Linked DNA regions of Mus musculus: regions 2 and 3 are each linked to region 1. A link is a contact called in public HiChIP or PLAC-seq and Micro-C data. All regions are on one chromosome and are shown on one strand. The core of a region is the stretch at or near the end of the contact, and the rest is flanking DNA. Distances in the headings are between cores, read along the strand shown. Region 1 has its middle 28 kb from the start of Gm35147. Region 2 holds the start of Chst15 (carbohydrate sulfotransferase 15). Region 3 overlaps Lhpp (phospholysine phosphohistidine inorganic pyrophosphate phosphatase).

Region 1 (2,536 bases), core at 21-2,520:
ATATGATCAGCTGTCTCGTGCTGGTGACATGAGAATGTTCCAAAGAACCCAGCTCCTCTCCAAGAAGGAAGGCATGCCTTTTATATTTTCACACGTTCCCTCATCCTTAGACTGAGAAGTAGTAACAAGCCTGGTACAGAGGAAGGGCATGAACATCTCTTAGGATCTGCACGAGGCGGCTGTCGGTTGGAAGGGTGGTACCTGACTGCCCCAGATCCTCTCTGCCAGGCTTTCTCCTGGGTCAGCTCTGAATGTCGGTACCCTATCAGCTGAGCAATCATGCTTGTTATTCTTGGAGACAGGTAGGAGCCTCCAGGGCCAGGTGTGTGTCTGGCTGTCGGTAGCCTGGACTCCGATTTGCTTTCTTTTGCTACGGTGAGTCTAGTGGGGGTGGGGGTGGGACTCATCTGCTGTGTGAGCCCATAGAGGGAGGACTTGAAAGGAGAGATGGGAATTGGTCTGCAGTCTTGACTCTGAGGAGACAGAGCATGTGGAGGATGATCAGTGGTGAATACAGCTTGTACAGGTTCAGTGATGGAAAGTGGAGGGGGACCAGTCAGGGAGGCAGGGCTGTAAACAGGAAGCCTGCGATGTGGATGGAGGCCTCTGTGTTTGGCTGATAACGTATGGTTTTGTAGGTGAGAGGTCAGAGGGAGACCAGAGTCCAGGAGGGACTCTAGGTTCTTTGTATTTTACTGGGGTTCGAGCTGAGAGGTTGGAGGAATACCTTTGGAAAGACCCGAGGAGCTGTATGCAGTCCTGGTGAGAGTGCAGCTTTGGGATAGGTTCTGGCTTGGCCACTTATAACTGGGCAAGAGGCCCAAGGGATTTGAGGTTCTGGTTTCCTATGATAGCATCATATAAGGTAAATACCAGTATTTCCTTGTTCTTGAATAACTCTCTGTATTAGGTCTTAGAGTGGGTGTTAATTCATTTCATGAAAATATCAGACAAGGTTTTGGGCTAATCATGAACTGCCCAGGCTTGGAACTGTCTATGCTCAGGTCAGGGATCGCTACCCGACTATGTGGCTCTAAAGTCCTTGTCTCTCTGTACCCAGCACATATTAGCACATAATCGTTAGAGCTTCCCTGCTGCCTGCCTTAAGCCTCTTTCTAGCCTCTTTGTGTGTACATTCCATGCACACTTCCTGGGCCTCATTTGTACACACATGTATCTGGAGAAGATCTGTTTTTCCCTGTTATCAACAGGCAGCAGTGCCCACCACATGGTTATAGTCTCACTTCCCCAGTGTGAGATAAGTGGTAAGTTCTTGCTAACTAAATGCAGTTAGAGCACTTCAAGGCTCATTGGGAGGGACTGGGTGTCAGAATGACTCTGGGGAAGGCTACTTGGGAGAAACATGGACACTGTACATGGCATGAGACCTCGGTGGTCACTATGCAGGCAGGGGTCTTGAGATTCTGAGTTGTTCTGTTGAAGCAGTTGGTACACGCCTTAACTGACTCTGGGGCCTTGAAGAGGGAGACTGGTGGCCCCTTCTTCCCTTGGGAATTTACAAGGGGAGGAGGAAAGATAAAAGGAAGAGAGCTGGAATTCAAAGTGGGCCTTCAGTCTCCTGGGAGATAAGGAATGAATCTAGAGTTGTGGCCAGGAGGAGGACACTTCAGATGCATTACAGGAGAGAAAAGGAAAGAAAGAAGGGAACCCCATCAGAACAAACATACTAGAGCTGAGACCCAGGAGGGTGTGTGTGTGTGTGTGTGTGTGTGTGTGTGTGTGCACCCAGGGAGTAATGGGGCCAGGCTCTATGACTGAAGATGGTAGGCTTGGTTTTCTAAGAAGTGGGAGCCATAGAAGGTTCAAAGGACAGCATGGCAGACACTCTTATGCCTTATGGGAATTTCCAGTGACTCTGGAGCAGGCAATGTTGGATATGAGAGGACAGAGAGTGGTGAGGGGTGGAGAGGTGAATCCCTCATAGTGAAGACACCAAGGTGAGAGACTTCTTTCACTCTTCGAGGCTACACAGAGAAGGAGCCCAGGGAAGGGGCAACAGGATGGAGAGGCCACTGTGTTGGAGTCTGTTGATTTCCCAGTGGACTAGGGCTCTTCATGGGGTCTAGGTAGATTCCCACCAGTGCCAGGGCTCTATCTTTCTCTGTGATGTCCTGGAGCCTGTCCCTGTCAAGGCAGATGCTTCAGGGTACACTAGAACATATAGTCCATGAGAGTCCTGAGCACAGCCTGTGCTGTGTTGAAAACATCTGCAGAGTATATTGTGTCTATGAGGAATATGTCTTGCAAATGGGTTTCAGAAATCTGCTCTCTCATTGATTCGATCCAGCCCCACTCACCATCTGTCAGGACAGGGTGTAGATGCTGGATAATGCTTGTGGGTCCTGGAATAGAACAGGAGAGGCGGGCTTTGGTCATCGAGGGAAAAACCAGGTGGTCAGGCATGAGGGGCAGTGAGTCACAGCCCATGGTCATACCAAGGGGCTGAGTTCTGGAGAGTAAGAGCTTAGGTCATTGGGAGTTGCTGAGATGCTATGCCTGATCCCACGAGTCCCTA
Region 2 (2,536 bases), core at 25-2,524, 180 kb after region 1:
GAACCTTCACTGTGTTTGCTTAAACCGGCCGCATGCCCTGGTCTGACAGCTGCCTGGCCCAGGACTTTGCTTGTAGGCGCCTGCACAACCCACCCTCTTAAACAGCAACCTGCACTGTGTCCCAGTGCAATTACTCGAATATATAAACCTTACTGAAAGGCAGTCTTTTCTCCGGAGCTAATAAATAAACCCCAAAGCCACAACGTGTGTAAGACCATGAAAAATGGCATCATTATCTATTGGGAATTGTGAACTCTGCAAAAACCAGCTCATTGTATTTTTAGAAAAAAAAAGGTTTTTGTTTAAAAAAAATAATAAAGACCTCCAAATCACTAAGCCAAGTCTACATGGGGGGAAAAGCAATCCAGTCTACCGACTGGGAGGGCAGTCTCACTGCTTCATTAATCTTTCTTTGCAGATTTTTATATAAGAGGCAGTATTTGTTGGGAAGCTAGACAGTGGTTTTTAAGAACTCCCCTGTCATCCAGGGTTCCTATCTGCAGTCGTGACCCTCTGATTGTGACCTCTGACTCAGTCGCCGTGGATGCTGAACCAGAACTCTAGGACTTTGGGGGGTGAGGTGGGAACCTCAAACAAGACTGAAAGGGGCTCCCGTTCTCTAGAATCACCTTTAGCACATATGCCAGCATTTTACAGTTAGGGAGCATTTTCCCGGTTGCTTCAAGAAAGAAGATGCTGGACTCTGGCCATAGGAACGTGGGCAGACCCAAGACTGTGGCTTCTATCCTATTCCCCAGAGTCTGGGGTTTGGTGCTCCAAAGGCTGTCCCGAACAAGTCTTAAGAGTTTAAGGTGTCATATTTTATGTTAACTGATTTCATCTTCAGCCCACAGCCGATCACTGGAGCCTTTCCTTGAAGCAGTCCCAGTAGGCCACTGCGGCAGTGGTACTCGGGGTCCTGTAGAACCTTACCTCTCAGAAGAAGCAAACCTACAGGGCCCAAGAGCTAGGCAGCCTTTGTAGAATGCAAAAATACAACAGAGGGCGCCGAAACCACTCGCGTCAGTGGCCTTGAATATCAATGTATGGGCTGTCTCTAGACTGCCAAGTTCCTTAAAACTGTTTCTGGTAGCCGGGTCACTGCCACACACACCAGGTTTCGGTTTTGTCTTGTCGGAGTCACCGCAATACACAAACTGTATTTACTTGCTGGGCGAGGGGGCGGGGACCAAACCCACCGCTCAGCAGGGCGCGCACGCCTTGATCTTGCATTCCAGACTCGAGCTGATGTGTGTCAGCGCGACATGGGGCGGGGGGAGGGTTCTGTTCAGAGGTTTCATTCGCCATCTGCAAGTCACTCCCAAACTTTTCCTCCCAGCGCTCGGGGAGTCAGGTTGACGCGCCCTGGGTGCGGGGTGCTAGGCGCGGGGCTGGGCGCGCGCTCCCGCGGAGTCGGAGCTGCAGAGGCTTCCGAGATCGTCTTGGGCTTTTCAGGTACAAGTTGGGCTCTGGGTGACTGGGCAGGGGGTGGCGAGTAGCGGCGGGCGGAGGTTTGGCTCTGGGTCCCGGTGCCCCTCTGCGGGTTCGCCCAGGTTGGCGGGGAATGGGCGCTGGGAGTCCGGACCGCCAGGGCTGTGTGCAGCTTCACTCCCTGCGCGGAGGCTCCGGACGCGGAGGCGGCGGCGGCCCAGGCAGACAATGAACTTGGAGCGCGCCGAGCTCCGGCAGGTTTGGGCCCGCACCCCTCGGTCAGGCCTCCTCGCTACAGGCACGGTCCCCTGTAGGAGGCGTCCTTTTCGCTGCGCGGTCCTGGCCGTGCTCTAGGTGCCCAGCACGCCTGGGGACCCTGCGGGAAGGACTACCGGTGGCGGAGCCGGGGCTCACACGCCCCCTCCCTAGACAGAGCGAATGTGGTCCGAGCTCCAAGACAGAGGACCGGGTGCTGGCGTGGTGGCGCTGTGGACAGCTGGAGGCCGGCGGAGGACGCACGCCGCGGGGCACGCACCGGCTAGCTGTCCCGCAGAACCGCCCCAAGGAGTCAGAATTCGCGCGACCCTGGGTCGGCCAGGAACTGAGAGGGAAGGACGACTGATATAAGGCCAATGAATAGACAGATCGGCGATTTTCTGGAGCGAGCTCTCCACAGGCAGAGCTGGGGACCGGGATTCCCCTAGTCGTGTTCACTGCCCCTCCCCCGCACACTTTAGGGGAAGTTTCCAGGCGTAGCCTGGGGCAGGTACGTGGGCATCTGCCACTGTCTCTGGGTACCAATCGGAGCCGCCTCGGGAATCCGGGCTCTAGCCGCACTGCCGCTCTGGGTGGGAAGGCTCGTGTGGGTCTCGGGGAACAGCCCCAGGCGTCAGCGTCTGTGGGAGCAAGATTCCCGAGGAGACACCGTGGGGACAGGCCTGGGAGGAACCGAGGGATCAGTCTCAACTTTTTTTACTCGCCGCTTTTCCCATCGTCGCTGTACCCTAGTCCCCGAAGCGGCCTGACTAGGGAGTCTCAGCTGTGTCTCCCGCCAGCTGGGGAGCAGAGAGCAGAACGAGGCAGCTCTGAGCTAAGCCGTGGGGGC
Region 3 (2,536 bases), core at 23-2,522, 150 kb before region 1:
GGTGGGCTTCCACCCCTATGGCTTGTAGAGCAGACTTGAAGAACTCAGGGGAGGGTTTCCCCACCACTTCAGCCTTGATACCACAGGCATACTGGCAAAGAGAAGACACAGTATGAGTTTCAGATCAGGAACACGGGAGTAGACACACATGGAAAGACTGACCGCCTCATGATGATCAGGATGCCATGGGCCTCAAACCCTCTCACAGGCAAGCGTGTCACAACTCCACAACAGGCTGCTGCCTAGAATGCTTAGGACACCTACCTCCAGCTCTGCCGCCTACTTCAAGAGTGCCCACAGCAAGTGGCATACCTTACCTAGCAGAACCACGAGTCTCCCAAGGGACAGGAGACCAAGGCTCTCATTTGCCTGTTCAGCTACAATCCCATCTCTTGCCTCTCCCTGCTACCCACCTCCAAGTAGATCAAAGGCCCTCCTAAGTGTGTCTAGGATTCAATCCACCCACCTGCTCACCCTTCTCGCCTGGGCACAGGTGGACAGGGGCTGCTACTATTGTGGAGCTGGGACATGGTCTAGCAGGAATCTGGGCAGGGGTAACTGACAGGCCAGTCACAGTGGACTCTGGAGGTCTTGCCACAGAAGGCTTTATAACCTGGAAAGTCATCTCAGGAGAGGAGTTGGGAGGACACACAGCCTGAGGGGTTACAGGGCTGGGAAGGAAGCAGGTGATCTGAAGAGACACTAAAGCCATGAGTCAGAGTGGTGAAGAGCATGCTGGGAAAGAGCACCCAGAGGTTGGCTGGGGGTCAGAGGGATGACACATACATACATAATGACTGTGTGATGATCAAGATAATGGACCCTAACTGCTGCCTGAGGAGAGACCTCCATTACTTCCACAGAGGAGACGGGGGTGTGGCTCAAGCCCCACACAGGATGCTCCACTCAGAAACATGAGAGGCTACTTGTCTATAAAGTACACCATCTTCTCCAGAAAGCCAGGGCCTGGGGCAGCACCAGGGCAGGTACCTCGAGCGCCTTCATGTAACCTCCAACGTCCAGCATCAGGCCAGAGGTCTCCTTGTAATAGCGTCTGCAAGAGAGCACAAGGGAAGGGGGTTCACAGAGAGCCACAGGTGCAGGCCAGTCCCGATGCCATGCTGAGAGTAACCGACAGAGGCCACATGGCAGAAGCAGAGGGCCAGCGGCAGTGGGGCATCATGGGTCATTCAGCCACTAGCCCCCTGCTGCTGGCCTTGTAGGGACCCCTACCACAATGATTAACCAGGAACCCAAGGGGGACAGATGGATCCCGTTACTAACACAGAGGAAGACAAGTGACCCGTGTTTCGGGAAGGGACGGCAGCCCCCCCAGAGCATGTGCTGACTCCCTAATTGCTAATAATTAACCCCTAACTGCTGCCTGAGGAGAGTGCTCCATTAGTTCCACAGCAGCCTGCGACATCCCTATTAGCTGGGGTCAGGCAAGGTGCCAGGTTTCACAGGCACCAGCTGCTTCCTTGAGACAAGAATGTCTTCCCAACCTCCCAGAGACAGCGCAGGCTCAGCTCCTCGGAGGGTTCCTCGGTTTAGCCCCAGTGCTTAGACCCACAGCCCATCCACATCAGACCAAGGCCTCCCTCGAGGTACATAAGAGTCCTAGCTGCAATGTCATCCATTTCTGGGGCTCTCTGAGCAAAGCCACGTGACCAAGGAGGCAAGAAGGTGGCTTAGCCATCACCCTCCAGAGATGAGGTTCACTGAAACCCAGAAAATGGCACAGGAATCCAAGTTCTGAGTTATTAGGGGAGTCTGAGCACCCACGTCAGTCTTCCCTTCCTTCTCCGTCCAGGGGACATTAACTCAGCATGCGAGCTGAGGATCCGAGAACAGGGGATGTAGGCTGTCTTCAATACTGAAATTCCTTCTCTGATTTCTAAAAGTGACTTTGCTCTATGTAAGCCTTTAGACCTCAGCTTCCTCGCCTGTGACATAGTCAAAGCAATCAAAACCACCCATATCTAGGGCAAAGTAACACACTACATAAACAACACCATTCCTTACACAATGCCTAGAACACAAACACCACTCACCAAAAGACTGGAGACGACTACTATAAACAGCTGCTCGTGGAGCTAAGACAGAGGCCCTGAGATAGGAGGCTCAGTGGTAAAATAATACAAGCCCCAGGCCTGGTGGGGTCACTCCTGTAATCCAGCACTCAGGAGGCTGAGGCAGGAAGATTGTGAACTCTAGGTCAGCTGAGGATACATAGCAGATCCGATCTCACGAATGTCTTTTCTTTTTCACCTTTCCATGTGCATGTGCTGGAACACGGTCCAGGAATGGAGTCACGTGAGAACGCTGAGTGCTTGTGAGAAAATGCCAAGAAAACAAGACAAGACTCTATGACCTCAATTTCTTCAAAACATGGAATTATTCTTGGAAAGTGTTTTGTGCTCCTCCCAGGTATAGCGGCTAGGAGTGAGGTTACTTCCAATACTCATTCTTGCTTGCTGTTGTTACTCAATTAGACATTGAAGCCATACTTGATAAGCCTCTATGGAGAATGTAT

What was found. A called contact is a pair of places that touch in the nucleus more often than the background predicts. HiChIP or PLAC-seq counts read pairs in DNA pulled down with a chosen protein or histone mark.
Region 2: an H3K4me3 HiChIP or PLAC-seq map of fetal liver shows a contact between it and region 1, with 2.6 times the contacts expected there. The contact joins the promoter of Chst15 here to the enhancer-like site in region 1. A contact is called at or near these places in 3 of 484 Hi-C or Micro-C datasets (centrocytes, nephron progenitors and neural progenitor cells), 15 of 115 datasets of contacts at active chromatin or transcription factors (craniofacial prominence, embryonic forebrain, embryonic hindbrain and 7 more) and 3 of 9 other capture datasets (adipose tissue, liver and pancreatic islet).
Region 3: a Micro-C map of the G1E-ER4 cell line shows a contact between it and region 1, with 2.9 times the contacts expected there. The contact joins two enhancer-like sites. A contact is called at or near these places in 5 of 484 Hi-C or Micro-C datasets (B cells, the G1E-ER4 cell line, adipose-derived mesenchymal stem cells and 2 more).

What each region holds. Positions count from the first base shown.
Region 1 is chr7:132,492,510-132,495,045 of GRCm38.p6, reverse strand. No RefSeq gene overlaps it. Among named protein-coding and RNA genes, the nearest start is that of Gm35147, 28 kb to the right of the region's middle. Within about 2 kb of position 1,270, at least 18 of the 459 cell types and tissues checked have an H3K27ac peak or open chromatin away from gene starts, as enhancers often do. A contact at or near this core is called in the G1E-ER4 cell line and fetal liver, where this site is marked.
Region 2 is chr7:132,315,966-132,318,501 of GRCm38.p6, reverse strand. Chst15 (carbohydrate sulfotransferase 15) reads left to right here and starts at 1,274. Exons shown (of 8, transcript NM_029935.6): 1 at 1,274-1,455. It overlaps Gm10584 (predicted gene 10584), which reads right to left. Exons shown (of 1, transcript NR_028578.1): 1 at 211-2,536.
Region 3 is chr7:132,640,042-132,642,577 of GRCm38.p6, reverse strand. It overlaps Lhpp (phospholysine phosphohistidine inorganic pyrophosphate phosphatase), which reads right to left. Exons shown (of 7, transcript NM_029609.1): 4 at 991-1,054; 5 at 1-91. Among named protein-coding and RNA genes, the nearest start is that of Lhpp, 31 kb to the right of the region's middle. Within about 2 kb of position 1,272, at least 17 of the 459 cell types and tissues checked have an H3K27ac peak or open chromatin away from gene starts, as enhancers often do. A contact at or near this core is called in the G1E-ER4 cell line, where this site is marked.